Linked DNA regions of Gossypium hirsutum: region 2 is linked to region 1. Evidence: chromatin contacts called from public Hi-C data. All regions are on one chromosome and are shown on one strand. The core of a region is the stretch at or near the end of the contact, and the rest is flanking DNA. Distances in the headings are between cores, read along the strand shown.

The links. Hi-C and Micro-C count contacts between places; a contact is called where the count stands out from the background.
Region 2: a Hi-C map of leaf shows a contact between it and region 1, with 1.8 times the contacts expected there. The contact joins the promoter of LOC107895225 here to the enhancer-like site in region 1. A contact is called at or near these places in 9 of 34 Hi-C or Micro-C datasets (anther, callus, leaf and 2 more).

What each region holds. Positions count from the first base shown.
Region 1 is chrA13:93,825,635-93,828,820 of Gossypium_hirsutum_v2.1, forward strand. No RefSeq gene overlaps it. Among protein-coding and RNA genes, the nearest start is that of LOC107895226, 31 kb to the right of the region's middle. Within about 2 kb of position 1,382, at least 7 of the 9 cell types and tissues checked have an H3K27ac peak or open chromatin away from gene starts, as enhancers often do. A contact at or near this core is called in leaf, where this site is marked.
Region 2 is chrA13:93,902,738-93,905,954 of Gossypium_hirsutum_v2.1, forward strand. LOC107895225 (kinesin-like protein KIN-12F) reads left to right here and starts at 1,886. Exons shown (of 16, transcript XM_041085284.1): 1 at 1,886-2,406; 2 at 2,496-2,558; 3 at 2,727-2,864; 4 at 2,970-3,053; 5 at 3,181-3,217. The coding sequence starts at 2,122.

The DNA.
Region 1 (3,186 bases), core at 132-2,631:
TTATTTTCAAATTTTCTAAATTTTTTTGTTTTATTTCAAAATGATCCCATGATGTTTTTAAATTGTATTTAGGGCCTCGAAAGCTCGATTTAAGGACCAAATATGTATGTTTTCTATGAATGGAATGAAATATTGGAATTTACACGTAAGTTGAATTATTTGTTCTATTTTAATTTTAAACATTATGTTTTGTACAATAACATTTCGTAACCTTAATTCAATGACGGAAACGAGTTAGGAGTGTTACATAAAATTAAACAATTTTTATGTAATCGAATAAAATAATGGGACCAAAATTAAAATTTAACTATTTATACTTATAATGAAGGGAAAAAGGGGAAAAAAATAACATTGGATAGGTGTAAAAGAAGGAAACTCTTAGGGCATTCCTTTTATATATGTTATATTACATCCATATAAAATTTAAGTTTAATTTTTTTTTTTAAATGGAAACTAGCTGACATTAAAAAAATATCAGGGGAAACAAACAAAACATGTCTCATACACTGTAACTTCGGGACTCAACAAACCATATTGAAAAGTGCAGACCAAATTAAATGCAAAAACAAAGAAAACAAGAAAATGAAAGAAAGAGCAGCAAAAGAAACCCAATCGTCAGAACCATTTTCCCTCAAAAAACTTAAACAGAACCAGCTAAAGCTCTCCAATCTCTAGGAAAACAGAAATGCATGAAGCCATCAACAAAACCCAGAAGAGAGCGGAGCTTCAATTTATTCATCGGAGTAAAGAATCAAAATTCCCGACGAACTAAAGCCAAAGAAACCTAATGCAGAAAGGAGCAGTTCGCCATGTCTATCTTTGCGACTCGCTCAACTATCTTCGGGGCTTCCTCGATCCAGAATCGACCCTCAGGATCTTGGCGCCCCTCCTTGGCCAAGGTATGAACGCATTATTTCCTTCTGTTTTAACATGAGGGAAAGTAATTTGCTCAAAAAAAACCCAACCTTTGTTTGATATCTGCTAAGATCAGGCTAAGAACTGATCTATCATTTGTATTTGCATGGAATTTCTTTATAATCGTCAATGAGTCTCCCTCAATCTGGACGCGACGAAAGCCAATATCCTGTGCAAATCAAATCGCCTGCTCGTATGTCCGGGCTTCTACAACAAAGGCATCGGCAATATTAATATGAGGGTAAGTACAAGCCCCCATAACTAGCCCTCTTTCATTTCTTGCAATAATGCCTGAGATGGATGTTTTCTCCTGTAAATTAAAAGATGAGTCAAAGTTAACTGTTATAAAATCCAAATCTAGTGGTCTCCAGTGAATTTGCGTAGAGGAGCATCTAGGGTATCCCACTATTTCAAGGGCTTCAATTTTAGCCAAGTAGCCTAAAACGAACACCACCAAATCACTCAACGTTTGACTTGTACCCTCGTGAATTAATTTATTTCGTGCAAACCAAATAGACCAAACAGATAGAGTCACCAGCTTTCTATTTCTGTCGTCTGTTGTTTGGAAAACCTCTACTGGCCAATATTTGTAATCTAGATGTTTCGACATAAAGCGCACAGTGAATCGCAAAGAAGTCAAAAACTGGCTTGTTACTGGGCAAAAACGCAGTAGGTGGTCAACAGATTCTAAATCTGTGTGACACAACAGACAAAGAATAGGAGTAGAAATATGTCGTTTGTTTAAGTTAGCATACGTAGGCATTAAAATTGTTGTAGAATTTCCACATTGTAATTTTAATCTTCTCTAGAAGTTGTAATGCCCATAAATCCGAGAGAAGTTCTTTGCGGAGGTAGTCATAGGAGTAGACGAATCTTTTTGTAATTCTGAATTTCCTTGTATAAGTACCTTGTAACCACTCTTCACAGTATACGCCCCTGATCCGTCCAGCCTCCAAATCCTAGAACTCAAGGGCGAAGCCAGAAAAGAATTTTTGGAGGGGCCGAAGAAAATTTTAATTTTTTATATTCTATATATTTATAATTTTTAAAGGATATAATTGAATTTTTATAATTTTAGGGGGGGCCAAAGTACAATTTTACCTTTACTAATTTAAAATTTTAAAAAAATCTAAAGGGCCTAAATGAAAATTTTCCATTTTAGGGGGGGCCGGAGCCCATGCCTACCCCCCTTGGTTTCACCCCTGCTAGAACTAGGTAGTTTTGTCCTAGCCAGGGTTATAGACAAAATGGCTTGCATTGATCCTCAACTTCTATTTCACAAATGGTTGTGTCATTCCAGGTACCCCGTTCATGGTTAATTAGTTTAGACACCCTCGTGTACTTTATATAAATTTTTTGATATCGAATTCGACTATATCCAAGTCTTTGAATCCAAGGATCATTCCAAACATTCACAGACTCTCCATCACCAATGCACCAGCCCATGCCTTTCTCCAACAAACCTCGAGCACTCATTATGCCTCTTCAGGTAAGAGAAGCGTAAGAACCTAATCTCGTAGATAAGAAATCATATACGGAAAACAACATGCCAAATGTGCCAACACTATTTAGCTAATAAAGAAATATTAAACAATGCTAAATCATGAAAACCTAAGCCCCCAACGGACTTAGGCAGGCATAAATACCTCCAAGAACTCTAATGAATGCCTTTTAACGATTTAGAAGTTCTTCACTAGAAATTATCAAGTACGTTTTCTAATTTAAAACACAATTTTCGAAAAAAAGAAAACATCGCATCGCATATACAAGTAGAGCTTGCAAAACTAACTTTATCAAAGTTTATTTCCTACCCATAAATAAGAGCCACAAATTCCAACTCTCCACTCTACTATGAATTCTATCCACTTAATGCGCAAAAGTCCATTTTTATTTCCCCCCCACCAACATAGGCAAGCTGAGATATTTTTTAGGATTCAAAGACACCCAAACCCTCAATGTACTACTTACAGTGTTTCTGTCACTTTCATACTCATTTGTTCATACTCATTTGCCTCGAAATATATCTAAGACTTATCATAGTTAATCATTTGACCAAAAGCTTTCTCATATTCTGATATCACTCTATGGACATTCTTCGCTCGTTCCTTTATAGCTTCCCTAAAAATGATGCTATTGTCTGCAAAAAATAAATGATTAATGGTCACACGCCCTCTCCCTACACAAACCCCTCGTATTAAATTTTCTTTTTGAGCATCGACCAGGATCATTGATAACCCTTCAACACATAGCAGAAACAGAAAAGGACTGAGT
Region 2 (3,217 bases), core at 636-3,135, 78 kb after region 1:
TTATATTTAACCATTAAATAAGAGGATAATGCATTTCAACGCACTCGAAACCATACGATGCCAATTGAGCTAAAACTCAATCAGCGATGATAAAAACATTTATAACACACTCTAAGCAAATGAATTCATATTATAAGTGTGATACCAAATATAAATTATTGGTGAAAGTATCATAGCCATCCTTATATTATATTTGGATTGCATTTTAGTTTTTCTATTGAAAAATAAGTAAATTGGTCTCCGTACGTTACATGAATGAGCAAATAGTTCATTCGTTAGTTATCCCATAAAATGCTTGTTTTCGTGTTGTATTTATGAGGTACAATTTAGTTTTAACCTTTATAATTTTATTCAATTTGGCCCCTATTGTTTTATTTGAAGCAAATTGGCCCTCAACCTTTCATTGTTGATGTAATACTATTTTATCTTACATGTCATATTAGTAAATAATTTAAAAATATTAAAAAAAGAATATATGAATAAAAATTTTTATTTCAAAAATTATGGAAAACTCTTCAAAATGAAAAAAAAATGAAAACATAAAAATTTCAAAAAAATTATACAAGTATTTTAATGAATTTGGGTATATTTTAAGAGATTTTTTTTTTATTTTTTGGAGATTTCTTTTTCATAATTTTCGGAATTATAATACCGTGTCAGTAATGAAAATTTTGAAGGTTAAATTTCTCTAAATAAAAAGAGTAGAGACCAAATTGAATAAAAATGTAAAGATCAAGAACTAAAATTACTATTATCTCTTAAACACAAAACACCAAAATAAGTATTTGAAGGGAAGAATTATTTTACTCTCTTTCAATAAAAAGAACTAAAATTCAATCTGAAATATATTTAAGGGACCCCTGTAGTACTTTTAACCGAACCCCATTTGGTTTTCTTTTGATAATAGGGTTTATTTGTTTTATTGAAAATTACTTCTGAAAAATAATTTTTAAAAAATAATTTATTTTTTTGAAAAATTTAATATTTTCTAGTGTTTTGGATGAATTTATATAAAATATTTTTTGTTGTTTGACAAATTTCTTAGAAATATTTTATAAAAGCTATTTTCAATGAAATAAACATTCATATAGGAATTTCATCTTTTTATTGTTTAATTGAATTTATTTTATATCTATAAATTTTATATTTTACATTGTTTTTGCATATATTAAAAATATTTTGTTAAATTCAGATTCATTATAATGTCATTTTTTAGTTGTATGACTATCAAGTGAGTATTTTTTATTTAAAAATGTGACATTAACAAAATTAACAAAAAAAAATTAATAATGTCAATAATTAGACTTGATTTTCAAATTTAAAAAATAGAGGAACTAAATTCTTAAAAACAAAATTATAGAGACTAAATTATAAATTTATGAAGAATATATAGACTTATGATATATTTAACCTTTATACTACAAAATATTTATTATTAATATATTATAATTGTAATAAAAATTTATTATTAAAATATTAATATTAAATTTTTTAATAATATGTGAAGAATATTATTTAAAATTTATTATTAAAATAAAATTAAAATATTAAATAGTTTATTAAAATAATAAATTATATTATTATATTAATAATTTATTATATGACTAAATATAAATAATTAAATATGTATGTTTAATAATTTATTATTAATATAATAATATTAAGTTTGATATAAGTTAAATTTGGAATAAAAATAAAAGAAAAATGTTTATTTTCTATTCATCAAATTGTTTTATTTGAACCAAACACAAAAATATGGAGAAGATATTTTCTTTAAAACGTTTTACAACCGACCCTAAGGAGAAAAGCAAAGGGTATGACCATGAAGGATATTATGGTCATTTGGAGCTAATAAAACACACAGCTAGATCTAAAGATTTAAGAATTCGAAAACCACAACGGTCATCTCCATCCGCTTCTCACAAACAAAAACTTCCCATCACCCTCTTTCTGCTTCTCTACAAATTCAAATTTAAATTTAAATTCAAATTCGAAGCCGTCCCTCACTCTCTCTCTTTCTCAGAGATCTCAAATCTTTCTTCTTCTTCTTCTTCTTCTTCTTCTTCTTGTCTATACCTTCTTCTTTTTTCTGAAAACTCCCAAAATACGAGAGTGAAAACAATGAAATCAACTGCAGAAGCCGCCGTTGCCGAGAATGGCCGGTTTTTGGGAAGCATTTCGACTTCTTCGCTTCGAAATCTGCTTCCTAAATCAAAACTTAAGAAAAGCATCAAGAAATCCAACTCTGAAAACACTCCTCCACCAGATCCCAACATTATTCAAATAAATAATTCTGCTCAGTTTTCCCCCAAATCTCCACTCTCCAAATCGCTTACTTCTGACTCCTTCGTGAACCCATCTGACGCTCATCCCCAAATTTCGCTTTCTATGGACTCTTCCGTCAAGGTATAGTTAAACAACATCAGTATTTCCTTCTTCTTATTATTATTTAAAAAAAATGATATATGTTGAACCATTGTTTGGAATTTAAGCAGAAAGATATGGTTGAATCCGAAGAACAAAATGGAGATTTGACGAATTTAGATCCATCCGTCAAGGTAAACGCAATTTCAGTGCAACACAGTTCTCATAATTTTAAAGCTTTTAGCATATTTCTAAACAAGGTTTTGAACTTCTTCTGGGTTTTTTCAATCTTTAGCAAAGTTGAAAACCGAACTTGCTTTTTAAGTTTGACTCAATTTTCATATTTTTTTGTGAACAAATAGGTGGTAGTGAGAATTAGACCCATAAATGGTCAAGAAAAAGAAGTGGATCGAACAGTGACGAAGGTTTCTTCAGATTCTTTATCAGTCGGTGGCCGCAAATTCACATTCGATTCTGTTCTTGATGCAAATTCCAGTCAGGTTAGTCAGCAGAATCAATTTTTATATCTTCATTTATATTTTTCCTTTTTAGAAAAAAAGGGTGTGTTGACTCATAATAAACTGTATTTTTTTGGTGGCTACCAGGAGAATGTCTTTCAACTAATTGGTGTTCCTTTGGTTAAAAATGCATTAGCTGGTTACAACACTTCAGTTTTGTCGTATGGACAGGTACTCTTTAGAATATATAAATATATTTTAAGCTCTTTATCTGTTTGATGAGCATTCATAACAATAAAATTTGACGGTGAGTTGTGTATAAAGTAACCATGGTTTATGCAAAATTACTTGTCAATAGACTGGAAGTGGAAAGACTTATACAATGTGGGGTCCAC